2 separate regions of the Rattus norvegicus genome follow, and region 2 is linked to region 1. The links are chromatin contacts, called in public Hi-C maps. All regions are on one chromosome and are shown on one strand. The core of a region is the stretch at or near the end of the contact, and the rest is flanking DNA. Distances in the headings are between cores, read along the strand shown.

Region 1 (7,767 bases), core at 2,844-5,343:
CCCAGATCACCTGGAACTGAGAAGTGAAGCCAACCAAATGCTAGGAATTAACATTTGAGGGAGAGAGATTTTTTTCCAGGCTCATGACTGTCTGAGCAAGCTGTGTGTTCCCTAGTGTTCAACAGAACTACAGAAGGGAGGCCTATAGGAAACAATAAATGCTAACAACTTCAAGCACAATGTGCTGATGGCTTTTGTTTTGCTTTTGCAAATTGATGGTTTCCAAATAAAACAGAGACCCCAAAGGACATCTCTGTCTGATGGCCATATCAGTTGATGCCAGAGTAACAAGGCAGAGGCCCAGGGAGCTGCAGGAAAGCACTCGACTCATAAAGCGAGTGTGAAATTAATCCCAAACACTTCCAGCTGCCAAGACAGGCTCTAAAATTGGTTACAGGAAAGCAGCAGCCGCAACAACGGAGTAGACATGAATCATGCTATGTGAACACGGACATGTCCAATTTCTCCACCTAAGCTGGCCCAATCGGCTTCCACATCTCGTGTGTGGCACAGAGTCCTACTGTGCTGCTGTGGAGACTGACTGTGATCCAGGCGGCGTGCTCAGAGCTGTTAGCATCCATCATTCTGTCCTCTGAGACAGAACCTGCGGACGGCCCCCACCCACCCCACCCCACCCTGTCTCCATTTCCCAGTGAAGGGTTAAAGGCTTAGAGCCATCTGTGCACACAGGCCAGGTCAGTGAGCAGGGGCAGAGAGCTGCCAGCGCTTCAGCGGTTTGCTGCCTTCTCAGCGAGTGCCCTCTGCACAGAGACACGTGTATCCACAGGTGACCCCACAGCACCAGCAACGGGTCCTGCTTTATAATGGAATGTGAGTGCTGCTCAGACGTCACACCCATCACGGGCAGGGCCTGTGTGGAACCTACACCTTACATCTTTGGGGCTTTCACCCCAAGATGGCTGAAGAAGGTGGCTTTCTTCCTGAAGTGGGCCAGCACTGCCCAAAGTCACATCAGAACGGCAGCAAGTTCATAATGAATGTGTACGAACTCGACCTCACCACTCTCGTTTTCTCTCTCTCTCTCTTTTTTTTTTTTTTTTTTTTTTTTGGTTCTTTTTTTCCCGAGCTGGGGACTGAACCCAGGGCCTTGCGCTTCCTAGGCAAGGGCTCTACCACTGAGCTAAATCTCAGGTTACTCGTTTTCTCTCAACAAAGGGAATGGTACACTCTGTGTAGCTCAGAGACAGGAACGCTACACTAAAGAGTAATTTTTCTGGCCTTCCCCTTTGGTGAAGCTACTTTTCAGAAAATGATGGCTCTTCTGTTTTCCTATAAATCTCGAGTTACAGTGTTTTTAGTAGTCTAAACATGTTTTTCTATAAATCACAAGTTACGGTGTTTTCCATAGTCTAAACAAACTCATGTATGTGACAATTGTCAACATTTCCCTGAAGGCTTTCTAGGAACCAAACACAGGCTAAAATCTTTACAGGGATTAGCCCATTTAATTCTCAGAAACAACCCTATGAGGTAGGCACCATGTTAAAGATAAGGAGAAAGAACTACAGAAGGGATCAAACAACAAACAGCAGAGCCACACTGCATATCCGAGCCAGGAATCTCACCACAGAACACTGCCTGTGCCTGCCTACCTGCACCCTGGCCTCATCAGAGGCAGGACATACAACAATAGCCATCTGGTGCCCCAGCGGTACCTCTCAGCTTGGCTGGACTTCAATATGCAATATGGTTTGGGGTAGATCTATCTATTCTAGTAATGGACCAACGTGGATGAACATGTTAAGTCAATGGAGATCAACATGGCCCCGTGGATGGCCATGCTGGCACGCATGGAGTCTGGGAACCAAGCAGACAGGCCCTCTCCGCCCAGGGGCCTGTCCTCCACTCCCCTCCCCAGCAATGGACCACTTTCTTTAAACCAGGAACCAAAACAAGTTGGTTCTTGTCAGCTGTCTGGACACACTGCTGTGAAGAGGAAAAGGAGAAGTGCTCATCCACTACTGCTTAGTGACATCCAGAATGTCAGGATGGTCCTGTGACTGTGGAGCCCATAGGCTCATGTATGAGTGTGGGTGGAGCTCATAGGCTCATGTATGAGTGTGGGTGGAGCCCATAGGCTCATGTATGAGTGTGGGTGGAGCCAACTACAGGCTCATGTATGAGTGTGGGTGGAGCCAATTACAGGCTCATGTATGAGTGTGGGTGGAGCCAATTACAGGCTCATGTATGAGTGTGGGTGGAGCCCATAGGCTCATGTATGAGTATGGGTGGAGCCAACTACAGGCTCATGTATGAGTGTGGGTGGAGCCCATAGGCTCATGTATGAGTGTGGGTGGAGCCAACTACAGGCTGCGCAGCCTTCATCTCCCTCAGAGTTAGTTCACTCACCTACATGAAGACTCAGTAAAAGCCAGCAAACATCCCTTCTATTTATTTCTAGTTAATTTGGCTTCTGTTAACTATTTCTTAATGTTCCCCATAAAGTCTAGGTATAACAGGCAGATTATTTTATTAGACAAATGATAGCATTGAAAAGGGAGGACTTATCTCCTAATACGAAGTCCCCTCTCCCAGGTGAGGGGAACAGGGGGTCACCACTCTTCCATGCTCCGCCCTTTGTGATCATTCACTAGGATAGCCTTCATTTTGTAGCTAAATTTCACCAAATTTCAAATTAAAATGTCATGAAACACAGAATCAAACATACTACTGAAAGCTTTGAAAGTCAGATGTACTGGATCCCTTGTTTTACTTTGTTATACTTCGATTAAAACATGAAGACAGGGGCTGGAGAGATGGCTCAGCTGCTAGGAGCCCTTGCTGCTCTTGCAGAGGACCAGAGCTCAGTTCTCAGTGCCCACGCCCACAACGAGATGGCTCACAACCATCTCTAACTTCAGGGAATTCCACATCCTGTTCTGCCTCCGCGGGTACACACACACACACACACACACACACACACACACACACACACACACTTCCCCTTTTCAGTATTATTTGAGATGGCATTCCCACAGTCCAGACTGCGGCATGGCAAAAGCTTTCCAATGAGGATGAAGTTTACTTTGGCTGTAAAGATGCAATTCATATCCAAAAGCATTGTTCTCTCAGCAAAAGGAAAATCTTATTTAAAGATTCAAAAAGAAACGAGAAAGATCATGGGTGTCAGGAAGGCACGGTGAGCTTCCCAGGTTTGTACAGTAAGCCCATCCTGAATCTAGGGCCTCTATGAACTCATGCTCAGACGAAAGCCAACCCTGGGAGTTTTATTACGAAAGCATAGCAGGGATCCGACTTTGCTTGTTGGTGGTGGTTTGTTTGAGACAGTCTCTCTCTGTAGACCCCTGGCTGTCCTGGAACTCGCCTTGTAGACCAGGCTGGCACTGAACTCAGGAATCCATCAGCCTCCGCCTCCCGAGTGCTCACCACCACATAGAGCATTACTTCTTAGCCATGTTTAGTGCCCCATTAGTTTACATACAGACGATGAAGAATGGATTCTGCTCTGCAGTGGCTCTCACTGGGAGGCCCTGCAGCTCGCATACACCGTGGAACTTTCATTTCCAAGCCTGGAATTAGAATACATTTCCATCGTGACCACTGGCAGGGCTAGTAAGAGCGGAAATCGATGCGTATGTCTCATTAAAAGCTTGACTCACGCATTCTATGTCCATAACATGATAAAGAAACAACCTGGGCCTTGCTGCTTAGGAGCAGCAGGGCATGACGGCCGTGACCCTGGAAATCAAGGTGCTTTTGCCTAGAATTTCCCTGACACTAATCTGTTCCTGCCAAGTGCCTGGAAAATTCACATAGAACTCGTTTTAGAAAACAAATGACTCCTGAGAAACTTCATTATACTTAAGAACCCCCTCCTTTTCCTTTTCAGTGTACTGCCCAGAAGAATGTAAAGGTAACCACTGTGGGGACATAGCTGTTAGCTGAGGCATTTCGAATGTATACCATTGATTCATAAAAATGTTAAAAGGAGAGAGGCAAATAACTTATAAGTGACACAGAGAATAATTCTGCTATTTCTGCACAGCTTATTCACCAAGTAGACATGTAACTTCATCAGCTGAAAGGAAACTGACTCCAATGCCTGTCTCATATAAAGCTAAAAATACAACTGATCTCAGGCCTGATTACGATTTTTACCTCCGTACCTCTCCGCACCCCTGATGGCTGGTCTAAGTTTTACCTCTTTCTATAAAATGATCTACCTACAGCCAAGTGAAACCCAAATTTAAAAAAACAATAATAATTAACGGAATCAGGTTGTAAAAAGACAAATGAATATTTTCTGGGCCATGCTCTGTCACTGAACACATTGCTTAGTGAAGCAGGAATCTGTGGTTGGCAATGCAAGAGCTCATTTACAAGCCCTGGAGAATGCCACAGTTATCTCTCTCCAAAAACAACATCCACAGGGTCTGAATAGCTTCTAAGTTTAGAATGCCTTGGGCAACAGTCTTCTAGACAGACATGTCTGTGAGTAGGAAGCCACCCACGCAGCATGGAGTACCGCAGTCCATGGAGGGGAGCAGCAGTGAGATGGGGAGCTGGCTGGCTGGCTGTCCCCAGGCTCCCCTCTACCTAAGGCAGTCAGTGTTACGATGAGTTCTACATGTGATCAATTACAGTACGCTATTGATCCGCTTCTGGGAGAACCTGGGGACCCCACTGTGTCGGTGATGATATTGACCATTTCCTCAGACTTCCTGAGGTGAAGTAACATTTACATACATGTACACATATGCACACATGCATGTACATGCAAACATACATACTCACGTGTAAATAGGCAAAAATAAGTCTGCGAAGAGGGTCTAGTTCTTCTAAACACTTGTGGTTTTTATGATTTTGCTTTTTAAAGCAAAAGATATTATTCATACCCTTACTGCCTGGTAGAACAAGCTTACAACTAGAGTACATGGAAAGAATGTTTCTGTACATGGGATATGTATATACAACAACATGACATACATGTGTACACAGGATATGTCCACAGAATAACGCAAGGCAACAAGTGGGACTGCCAGGGTTCATGTAGCAGGAAGGGTAAAGAAGAGCATGCCTACAGGCATGGCTGCTGGGACACTAGACCTGGAAGAGGCCTTGTTGGAGACGCTCTGCACTCAGTTTCTACTCTAAATGCTTCCAGGCCAGAGGCTGCCTTGTTACTAGCTTTACCCACCCCCATATCTCACATGTGGCAAGACTTTCATGAGCAGTTGATATTCTAAAATAAATGAGAACTTCCAATGACTCCATAACACGAGAATGCACCAGGCAGCACTGCTCCGGGCAAGCTTGCCTTCCAGATGAACAAGATCGAGTCTGTCACATCTTAAAAACGTCTGTGGGCTGCGTGATTGATTAGGCTGACTGTTTCTGTAAATAACCAGGATCGACAATATCTACACCACCACATGCACCTCTTACACAGATTCGCCCAAATCTTCACTGCTCACTGCTCTGAGGGTGGAGAGCTCAGGGAAGTCCTCACCGTTGGACGGCCTCTGCAACTGCAGGAAGTACACGGCGTCTTGTGCTCGACACTCTAGGTGCCAGTAACATCTCCTACCATTAGCTCTAACAACCAAGAGTATCTCCAGACGTTGCCGACAGTCAATGTCCTTGGAACAAAATCGCCCTTGTTGGGACGTCTGGTCTAGAGTCCGTGATCTTATACTAAAACACTTTTGATTCCTATCAGAAGCGGAGCCTAGAGTCAGAGCAGGAGGCCGTGAACACTGACATTCAGGGAGTTGGTATCTCAGTCAACACTGGAGACTCCGAAGTACCAAAATGACAATCAGAAATGTGTTTTGATGGGTGATATTAGAAGTTTTATAATTATAATTATAAATACCAGACTAGGTCTGGCCCACTGACAAATATGCCCATACTTTCCTTTCCATGATCAGGAAATATTAATCCAGTAATCCACTTGTGGGGTGGGTCAAAGTCTTGAGTTTAAATAATCGTAGGTATTGCCTTTCAAGAAGTTTCTTGATGTTCATTGTGATGTTAGCATTACTTACACAAATAACTTAAGAGTTACACATTATGTAGATTGCCAAAGGTATATACAGCATTAAGTCTGTGAAACTGGGGGTGGTGTACAGGACTTGCTAAGCTTTATCAAGCTAATAAAAACTGAATAAATGTACTATTAAAACAGAGCCACTTACTATACGTACCATGTGCCAGACATAGGCTTGAGAATTCAATAGAGATTATATCTGAATCTTTTTAACAACCTTTCTAGAAAGTTATTGTTTATGACTAATGAAGAAAATAAGATTCAGAAAGGTTAGCCAACTTGGTCAAAACCATATGTCAAGGCAAAGATGCAAATCAGGTCCACCCCAAACCCATAAGGCAGAAGTCCTTTTCATAACACCATGCTGTATCCTATGGATACAGACAGAGACGCAGACAGACGGACAGACAGACAGACAGACACACACACACACAGACATGGGGGGGAGCAATCTATATTTTTAAGATGTAGTAAATTCTACATAAATTATTACCAGCGTCAAGAGGCAGATTCTACAAATGAACTCCCCTCACCGACTGATTGCGTGGGGACGAAGAGTCCAGAATCCTTTGCATGTCTCTCTTTTAAACAAACCAACACTGGGGTGCACAACTGCTTTTGTGTCCTACACATTGCTCTCTGACTTTCGTCCTCCTCTGTGCTATATGGAGGCCTTTCAGCCATTTGGGTCTATAACCCCGGCATTGATCAGGCAATCAAACACTAAACTAAACTAAACTATCCCAGACAAGAAACCAAATCCAGGCCCTTGCCCTTTAGCCCTAAGAGCTCCGTGATCTCTGTTTGCCTTCGTTTTCTTCTCTGTAACAAGAGGCTTTGTCACGGGCTTCTCAGTCACAGTGCCTAGCACACAGTAGGCACGCAGCAAAGCCCAACATGATTGCCATGATCTTAGCCTTTAGTGTTGCACGGCCACAAATTCAGCCTACGCAATGTTCATGAAAGCGAGTGACACAGAGCGAGCACATGCCTGAAGACAGTAACGCCTTCCATTTGCCTATCGCTTCTTTTCATAACTTTGACCTCAGTGTCTTATGCTGGGATAGATTTTAATATAAAATAGGCATTACTTACCAACATCCAGCATACTATCCACTCTCCTGCACACCCATACCCCTCCTGTATTGTGCCTGCGCACTCAGAACCATGCAGGCAATGCCGCCCACTCGGCGAGCGCAGAGACTGCTCATCTGTGAACATTGTGTCCCTAGAACACCAGTGAAGCCTAAGGCACAGCCTGCTCCTGAAACATCTGTCCAGCTAAGCAGAACTAGCTCTCACCTAACACATCAGAGGGTGGCTTGCTGGGTGTCTGCGGCAGAGTCCTTTCAGAAGCAGAGGTGGTACAGGGCACAGGGAGGAAGGCCCAGGGGTCTAATTTGTAAAACAAAGTCAGATGGTGTCCAAAGTGAAGAGAATCCATGCTGGGCCTTGGAGCTCAGCTACAATGATCACACCCATCTTTCTTTGGGACTTTGTTTAGTGTTAAGATGTCAAGCTCTTCGCCCAGTTTCCCAGAAGATGGCTGCTCTGAGTACACTCCCTGGCTGCCTGCTGTGGGCTCTCTCGCCTGAAACGAGGTTTCACTACCCCACCCCTCCCACCGTGCCAGAATGTGTTCCCTCACAGGAACTCCACAACAAAACTGTGTCCATGGATCTGCAGTGATGAACGTTAGGACTTCATGGTGTGAGAATCTTCGCAACCACACCTTG
Region 2 (7,068 bases), core at 709-3,208, 190 kb before region 1:
GTTTTATCTATCTTGCCCGAAAACTAAATTTCAAGTTTCCCCTGAGCCATAGTTGTCTGTTACTTTTAACCCTTAATGCTCTTTCACACAGCAAATGCAACAGCATATTTTAATTGAACAGAATTCTACAACAAAAAGTAACAATTTTAGTTTAAATTTTTGATAGATTTAACCATTTGAATGTATAAGACATTAAAAATTCCACAAAGTAAAAACCTACCACCAGAATTAATATAACAGCAGCAGATTGGGCAACATAGTTGCAAAGTATATGAAAGATAACAATGCACGCAGAGATAAATAAGGAGAAAAGCCAAACCGATAACTGACAAACTTAAGGTAATACAGACGCCAGTCCTCAACTCGCCAGACACATGACCAAGATCAGCAAACACCAGCAGGAATCAGATTATTCACTGCTGGTGATGATGTGAAAGAAAAAGGGTCATTCATATCCTCTGGTCATTCCCAGAAATGATGACGGTGAAGATGTAGTAAAATTTTATCATAAACTGATACTATAGCTCAGCTTTTGGGGATAGCATGAATAGTGCCTCAGTTAATGTGGTGCCAAGCATCTCTGTTGAGAAGTTAGATTCTGTCCAGTGGACAGCCCGTGGTGCGGCTGGATCACGTGGTGTGGCTGGATCACGTGGTGTGACTGGATCATGTGGTGTGGCTGGATCACGTGGTAGTTCTGCGCTTAGTTTTTTGAGGGAGCCTCTGTACCAATTTCCGCTGCAGCCGCACTAGTTCACACGCCCACCAGCTATGTTCAAGGGCTCCTCCCCAACCCAGCATCTTTGCCAGCATGTGCTGCTTTTTTACCCCGTGGCCTTTACCTTGGACTAAGGTGAGATGGAGTCTCAGTGGAGCATTTCCCAGGTAGCTAAGGATGTTGAACAGTTCATGTATTTATCGGCTATTTGTATTTCTTCATGTGAAAAGTCTGTTGTGTCCACCGCCCATTTGTTGGGTTAGTCACATTTATACGATTCCATTTTTTGTTTGTTTCTCGGTGTTTATTTGTTTGCTTTAGTTCTTCAGATATAGTCTAGAAAAATCTCCTGTTGGGAGAATATTTAGAAAACTATGTGTAGCATGTAGTTTTTCTACACTGCTTTGAGTTCTTGGCTAGTCCCCCCCCCCCCCCCCACACACACACACATTTAGCTCAGCGGCTGGACTTTTCTAAGCCTCTCGCAGCTAGGTGAACGTGTCTTTTCCTTTACTCCTTCCTCAGCACCTTACATCTGCCCCCAGCTTAGTTGCGTTTCTAGTCTTCTGCCTGGGGAAGTGGCCAATCACTCCACCCTGATCTCACATAGCTCGTGATTCTTCCTCCGAAGCATGGTGAATTCCCTTTTTCCTCCTGTGTCTCCTAACCGGCCTTTAGGAACCTGGAAGTCCCGCCTCTTCTTCCCAGCCATTGGCTGCTGGCATCTTTAGTCATTGATCAAGAACCAATTGGAGAACAGAACCTTCAGCGTTTACAGGAAGGTTCCAGATCAAAGCATCAGAACCACCTCCTACAACTATGGCTTTTTAGGCTTTCAACTGCTTCTTAAGCTAAGCCGGAGCCCTACATAAATACTGTTGTTGGTATTCTGTCTAAGCTCCACCCCCACAGCTACCTGCCCGGTATGCTCCGCCCCACAGTTGCCTAACAACAGCCAGCTGTGCCTGACTATAAAGAGGGCTGCTTGCCCCCTCCTCTTTCTCTTGCTCTCTCTTGCTCTTTGTTCTCTTCTCTTCCCTGCTCTTCCCCTTGTCCCTTCTCTCTCCATCCCCCACTTCCCTCCAGGTGCCCGTGGCCCAGTCTCCTTTACTTCTCCCCCCTTCTACTCTTCTTTTCTCATTAAATCTCTCCACGTGGAACCATATTGGTTTGGTGTGTTCTGTCTGGACATGAGCCGAGATTTCTACCTCAACAGCTGTAGCATTCCCTGTTGCTATGATGAATCATCATGACCAAAAGCAGCGTACAGAAGAAAGAGCTTGTTTTAGCTTACGGTTCCAAAGAGAGAAAGAGTTTCTGGTGGGGGAGTCATGGCAAAGAAATTGAGAGATCGCAGCTCCACTCATAGGAAGGAAACAGAGAGCATGAAATAGAAGTGGGGTGAGGTTATAAACGCCCCAAGCCCATTGCCAGTGAGGTATTTCTTCCAATAAGACTCCATCTCCTAAAGGTAACATTTCCTCCCAACACTGCTCTACCAACTGGGGACTGAGTGTTCAAATGCGCGAGTGTGTGAAGACACTTCCCATTCAAACCATCACAGACGCCCACTGACAGACCCCCAGGGAAGGAAAGAGAACAGCTACATTGTAGATCATGATGGAGTTTTACCCAGCCACAAAGAAGACTTAAATCATGACATCTAAAGGAAAATGGATACAGAGATGATCGTGTTGAATGAAATGAATCGGCTTAGAAAGATTAATATTGCATTTTTCCAGTAGTGAATGGAAATTCGGACAAAAAGGAAAGGAAGGCAAAAAATAAAGGGAGAAACACTGGGATGTGGAAAGAGGTTAAGAAAAGCAGACGGGACAGTATAGCATAAAGAGAATACCATCAGTGTGGGTTACATGCACACGACGAAACGTTCTGCTGAAACCCTACACTCTGTATGGTTAACACATACTGATAAAAATACACATAGGAAAATTGATAGTAGGTAATAAAACTCATACGTGCCCAAATAGTTCATTTGCGAGGTACTTCTTACTTTTCTACAGTTATGCATTTGTTGGAGCAGGTAGCCTGCGTGTGCCTTGGCACCTGAGTGCAGGCCAGAGGACAGTCTGCAGGAGTGGATTCTCTCCTCCCCCACGTGGGTGGAGAGCTCTAACTTAGGCCATAGGCTTGGTGCCAAGCCTATTTCCCTGCTGAGCCATCTCAGCAGCCACTTGAGGTATTTGTTTAAAATGATAACAACAATAAGGAAACCAAAGCAAGAATACTCCGTTTAGAGCCTGGAGAGATGGCTCAGTCCTTAGGAGCATTTGTGGCTCTTGCAGAGGTCCCAAGTTTGGTTCCTAGCACCCACATGACAGCTAACAACTGTCTATAACTTCATCTCCAGGGGACCCCTCTTCTGGCCTCCATGGGCACTGTACACATGTATTAACAGACAAACATTCAGTCAAAGCATCCATACATGTAAAATAAATTAACTTAAAAGTAACCTTCATAGAGTTATTGTAAGGCTGTAAATTTAGTTGTTTACTCATAGAAAAATTATCACAAGTATCAGTTTTTATCAATTAATATACTACATATAAAATAAGTATAAATCTCTAGGATAAATTATTGATTCATTCCAAATATCAGGACAGAAAAAGACATGTCCAGCAGCTACTATAGATTTTTAAAACAAAAAAAGTATTAACTTGGTTTACAGATGTATAGCAAGCTACTTAAAAGGGTTCCAACGTTTTCGAAATTGTGTTTGAGGGACGGGGACAAGATCGAACGAAAATGCAAGTGGAACAGTGTCTACATTTTGTCTTTAAAAAGGATGGATAAATGGAGCTGAAGAGCTGGCTCAGGGGCTAATAATTCTGCTGCTCTAACAAAGGACCTGGTGTCTGGGCCCAGCACCCACATGGCGCCTCACAACAAGCTCCTGCTTCAGGAGACCCAACACTCCCTTTTCTGCCTTCAAGGGCAATGCAAACTTGTGCGGCACAGACATCATGCATAGAAGACATATAAAATAAAATCAATAATTTACAAAGGCATTTAAGGGACTGGGGAGGTGGGACTAGTAGATAATGCATTTGTTACTCTTCCAGAGGACAGGGGTTTGATTCCCAGCACCTACGTGGCTGCCCTCTTCTGACCTCTGCAGGTACTAGCCATACACATGGTATACATAAATACTTGCAGGCAAAACACTCCCGCTGTGAAATAAATCTAAAACAGGAAACTCGAACGGAGCAAGAGACATTGAAGCATCTTTGGAGGAGATCTTGAAGGATTTAGATGAGGGGGAACCATAATCAGGATAGATGGTATGAAAAAAAATCTATTTTCAATTTTAAAAAGTTGTGAAAAGTTTTGCGAGGGGGAAAACTTTTTAAGTGTAAATTTTAAAGGTGTAAATGTGAATGCCAATGTAAATGTAAATGTGAGGTTTAATATGCAGAGGTGTGGATCACATGCGTGATATGGCATGTGGCCTCTGGGCTTGAGAAAACCCAGAGTAAAACGTCAAAGTGAGCTGTGCCCACGTGCCAGCCGTGCACCTCCACAACAGCAACCATCTCCCAGAGTCTTCAGTGCAACACCAGCCATGATTTATTCTGCCCGTTTCCCTAGTTTATCAGATTCTCTTATTTGGCCAAAGTCTCGGTTGGTGGGAGATCCAGGAGGTGAGTCTTTGTTGGTTCAATGTCTAGTCACGTGATCTTTACCTTGTGCCTCGCCGAATTGCAAAATGAGGAAACACAAGAAGTTGCTACAGAGATGGCATCAGGTCTTTGGAGAAAGCCTGGGCCTGCCCTGAAGCTGCACCTTCAGTCCCTCAGTGCGTTTGCCGTTGAGATTTCCTGCTAACAATCCTGCAGGATGTAAGTGAGCGGAAGCTGACGGCTTCTAACACGTAATTAGCGTGGGTGACTCCTCGTTCTGCTTGGGCCAGCACAGCACACATGATAAGCAGGTAAGAACGATTTATCGTACAAAATAAACCTTCGGACTTGGGGTTTTTGTGGGAAACGTGATTTGTAGAGATGGTATTTTTCCATTCTGTTAAAATTGCCAGGACTTGATGTATGAGTGTCAGGGAAGGCACTACTGTTCATGCAGATAACACGAGAGAATTCTCGTGTTTGACGAGAGAAGCAGGTGAAGAACAGCAGTCTGGAGACGCCCATAGGCAGTGATCACCAGCCAGGCTGATGGTGATGACCAACCATCCTGAGGGGCAGCTGTGCCCTCCTAGGGAAGAGGTAAACACAGGGTAAACAGCCGGAGGTCACATGCATGTGACTTAAAGTGACACCCAGGGCAAAGGTTGAAAGAACAAGCCAGAGCGGTCAACCTTCCTCATATTGTGGTGAGCCCCAGCCATAGCATTATTTTCGCTGCTACTTCGTGACTGTAATTTTGGCACCGGTGTGAATCGTAATGTAAATGTCTGATATACAGGCTGTCTGATATGCAACCCCTGTAGTGTCCTACTGGTTGAGACCCATTGAACTACAATCTCCAGAAGGAAGGTGGCCCTGCTGCTGCCTTGAACTCTCAGTGAGACTAATTTGAATTTCTGGCTCCGTTATCTTGAGGGAATAAACCTTTGTTATTTTAAGCTACCAAATTTGGGGTAATTTGTTACGGCAGCTGTAGAAAACTAGTGTGGTAACATTCATTCTTAGTAAACAATCACCAGAAAGCCTTGTCTATAAGAGCTGGAGTTTGTTAACCGCCTACGTGTCAATCAACAGCAGTTTCAACAGTTATGGTAATAATTTTGCAAGTGTTATAAATGAAATGGGTCTGAGGAGACAGCCCAGTGGTCAGTGCTTGACAGGCTACCCAGAGACCAGACACAGCATGGGAAGGAGTTCTGAGAGAAGGGGTAACTGGGAGCAGCAAAAAGAACGACTCAAAGTCAAGTCATGGGCGAGCCGGCGGCCTGGGTTCTGCTGAGATGGCCTTACAGACTGCTCTCTCTACAGGTAAAAATTCTAAATATTATCTGGATAGCTCGTGGGTTTTCTGACTAAGTCGGGAAAGTTGCTATAAAAACTTACTATGTCTTCTGACCAAGTCAGAAATCCTGTTAAGAGAAAATTCTTGAAGAGCTATTTTGTTCTCTAGAGATTTCAAGACAGCTCAGCTTTTTTTTTTTTTTTTAATTAACTTATGTATACGAGTACACTATTGCTGTCTTCAGAACCAGAAGAGGGCATCGGATCCCATTACAGATGGTTGTGAGCTCTCATGTGGTTGCTGGGATTTGAACTCAGGACCTCTGGAAGAGCAGTCAGTGCTCTTAACCACTGAGCCATCCCTCCAGCCCAGTTCAGCTCTTTCTAGAGAAAAACCTAAGAAGGAATTGCTTTGCGCTTCTGCTAGCTCATCTCTTGCAGACCAAAAGTCCAGTTTCTTATTTGCATATTTATTCAGTAATTAATTCCAGGTTCCCTTTTGATTATCTTATGAATCAACATCTCCTGACCCCAGCACTTTGATTCTTAAGAGATAGCATGAATACATTTTTTTTTCTTAACATTGCAGAACGCACGTTGGGCCTTTGTTAAGCACAAAAGATAAACTAGTTGGGTGTGACCCCCTGAAATTACCATTTCTATCACTCGTGGGCCTAACCTTGCTGTGTCCCAGGCTGACCTTGAACTCCGGAATCTGCCTGCTTTTGTGTCTTTCTGACAAGCTGGCTCATAGTGTAGCTAGCTGCCTTTGTTCCTTTATATTCATAAAGCCCCTCAAAATTTATATTGCATTCTTATATTTTACATAGTTGAGAATTTACATATATCGAACTCATGTATCTAGAGCTCTTTCCTTAAGGGCTGCCCTGAAGGTCCCAGCATTTACCTCTTTTCTGAGACATTAGCCGCACCACCTCATGCTGTTTCAAACTGTCTTGGAGTCATTAAAGTTAACCCGGAGGACATTCCTCGGAGGAATGTGAAAATCTGTACATAATTATACAAACAAGCCTACGCCCACAGAAGCCATCACTCTAGGAGGCTCACACCAAGCCTGTCACAAGGGCAGGAACCGTGTCACATTGTCTCCACCAGGGCCATGCTGGACTTAGCAACATGCAAGCCTGAAAACCTGAGTTCAAATCCCCAGACCCCATAAGAGCTGGGCATGATAGCACACAACTATACTCTCAGTCCTCCCACAGGGAGCTGGGAGCAGAGACAAGATCCCGGGAGCTCATAGGCCAGGTAGCCACACACAAAAGAGATGAAGGCCAAATACTTAGGCACAAAGTTGACCTCTGACCTCCATGTGCTCAAGGTGCTTGCACTCATACACATAAACATGCATTCAAACACATATAACGATTATTTTTAAAGAAGGAA

Evidence for each region. Hi-C and Micro-C count contacts between places; a contact is called where the count stands out from the background.
Region 2: a Hi-C map of the A7r5 cell line shows a contact between it and region 1, with 1.9 times the contacts expected there. The contact joins two enhancer-like sites.

What each region holds. Positions count from the first base shown.
Region 1 is chr8:29,620,972-29,628,738 of GRCr8, reverse strand. All of the region lies in intron 19 of Bbs9 (Bardet-Biedl syndrome 9), which reads right to left. Among named protein-coding and RNA genes, the nearest start is that of Bbs9, 330 kb to the right of the region's middle. Within about 2 kb of position 4,093, at least 25 of the 93 cell types and tissues checked have an H3K27ac peak or open chromatin away from gene starts, as enhancers often do. A contact at or near this core is called in the A7r5 cell line, where this site is marked.
Region 2 is chr8:29,814,486-29,821,553 of GRCr8, reverse strand. No RefSeq gene overlaps it. Among named protein-coding and RNA genes, the nearest start is that of Bmper, 190 kb to the left of the region's middle. Within about 2 kb of position 1,958, at least 10 of the 93 cell types and tissues checked have an H3K27ac peak or open chromatin away from gene starts, as enhancers often do. A contact at or near this core is called in the A7r5 cell line, where this site is marked.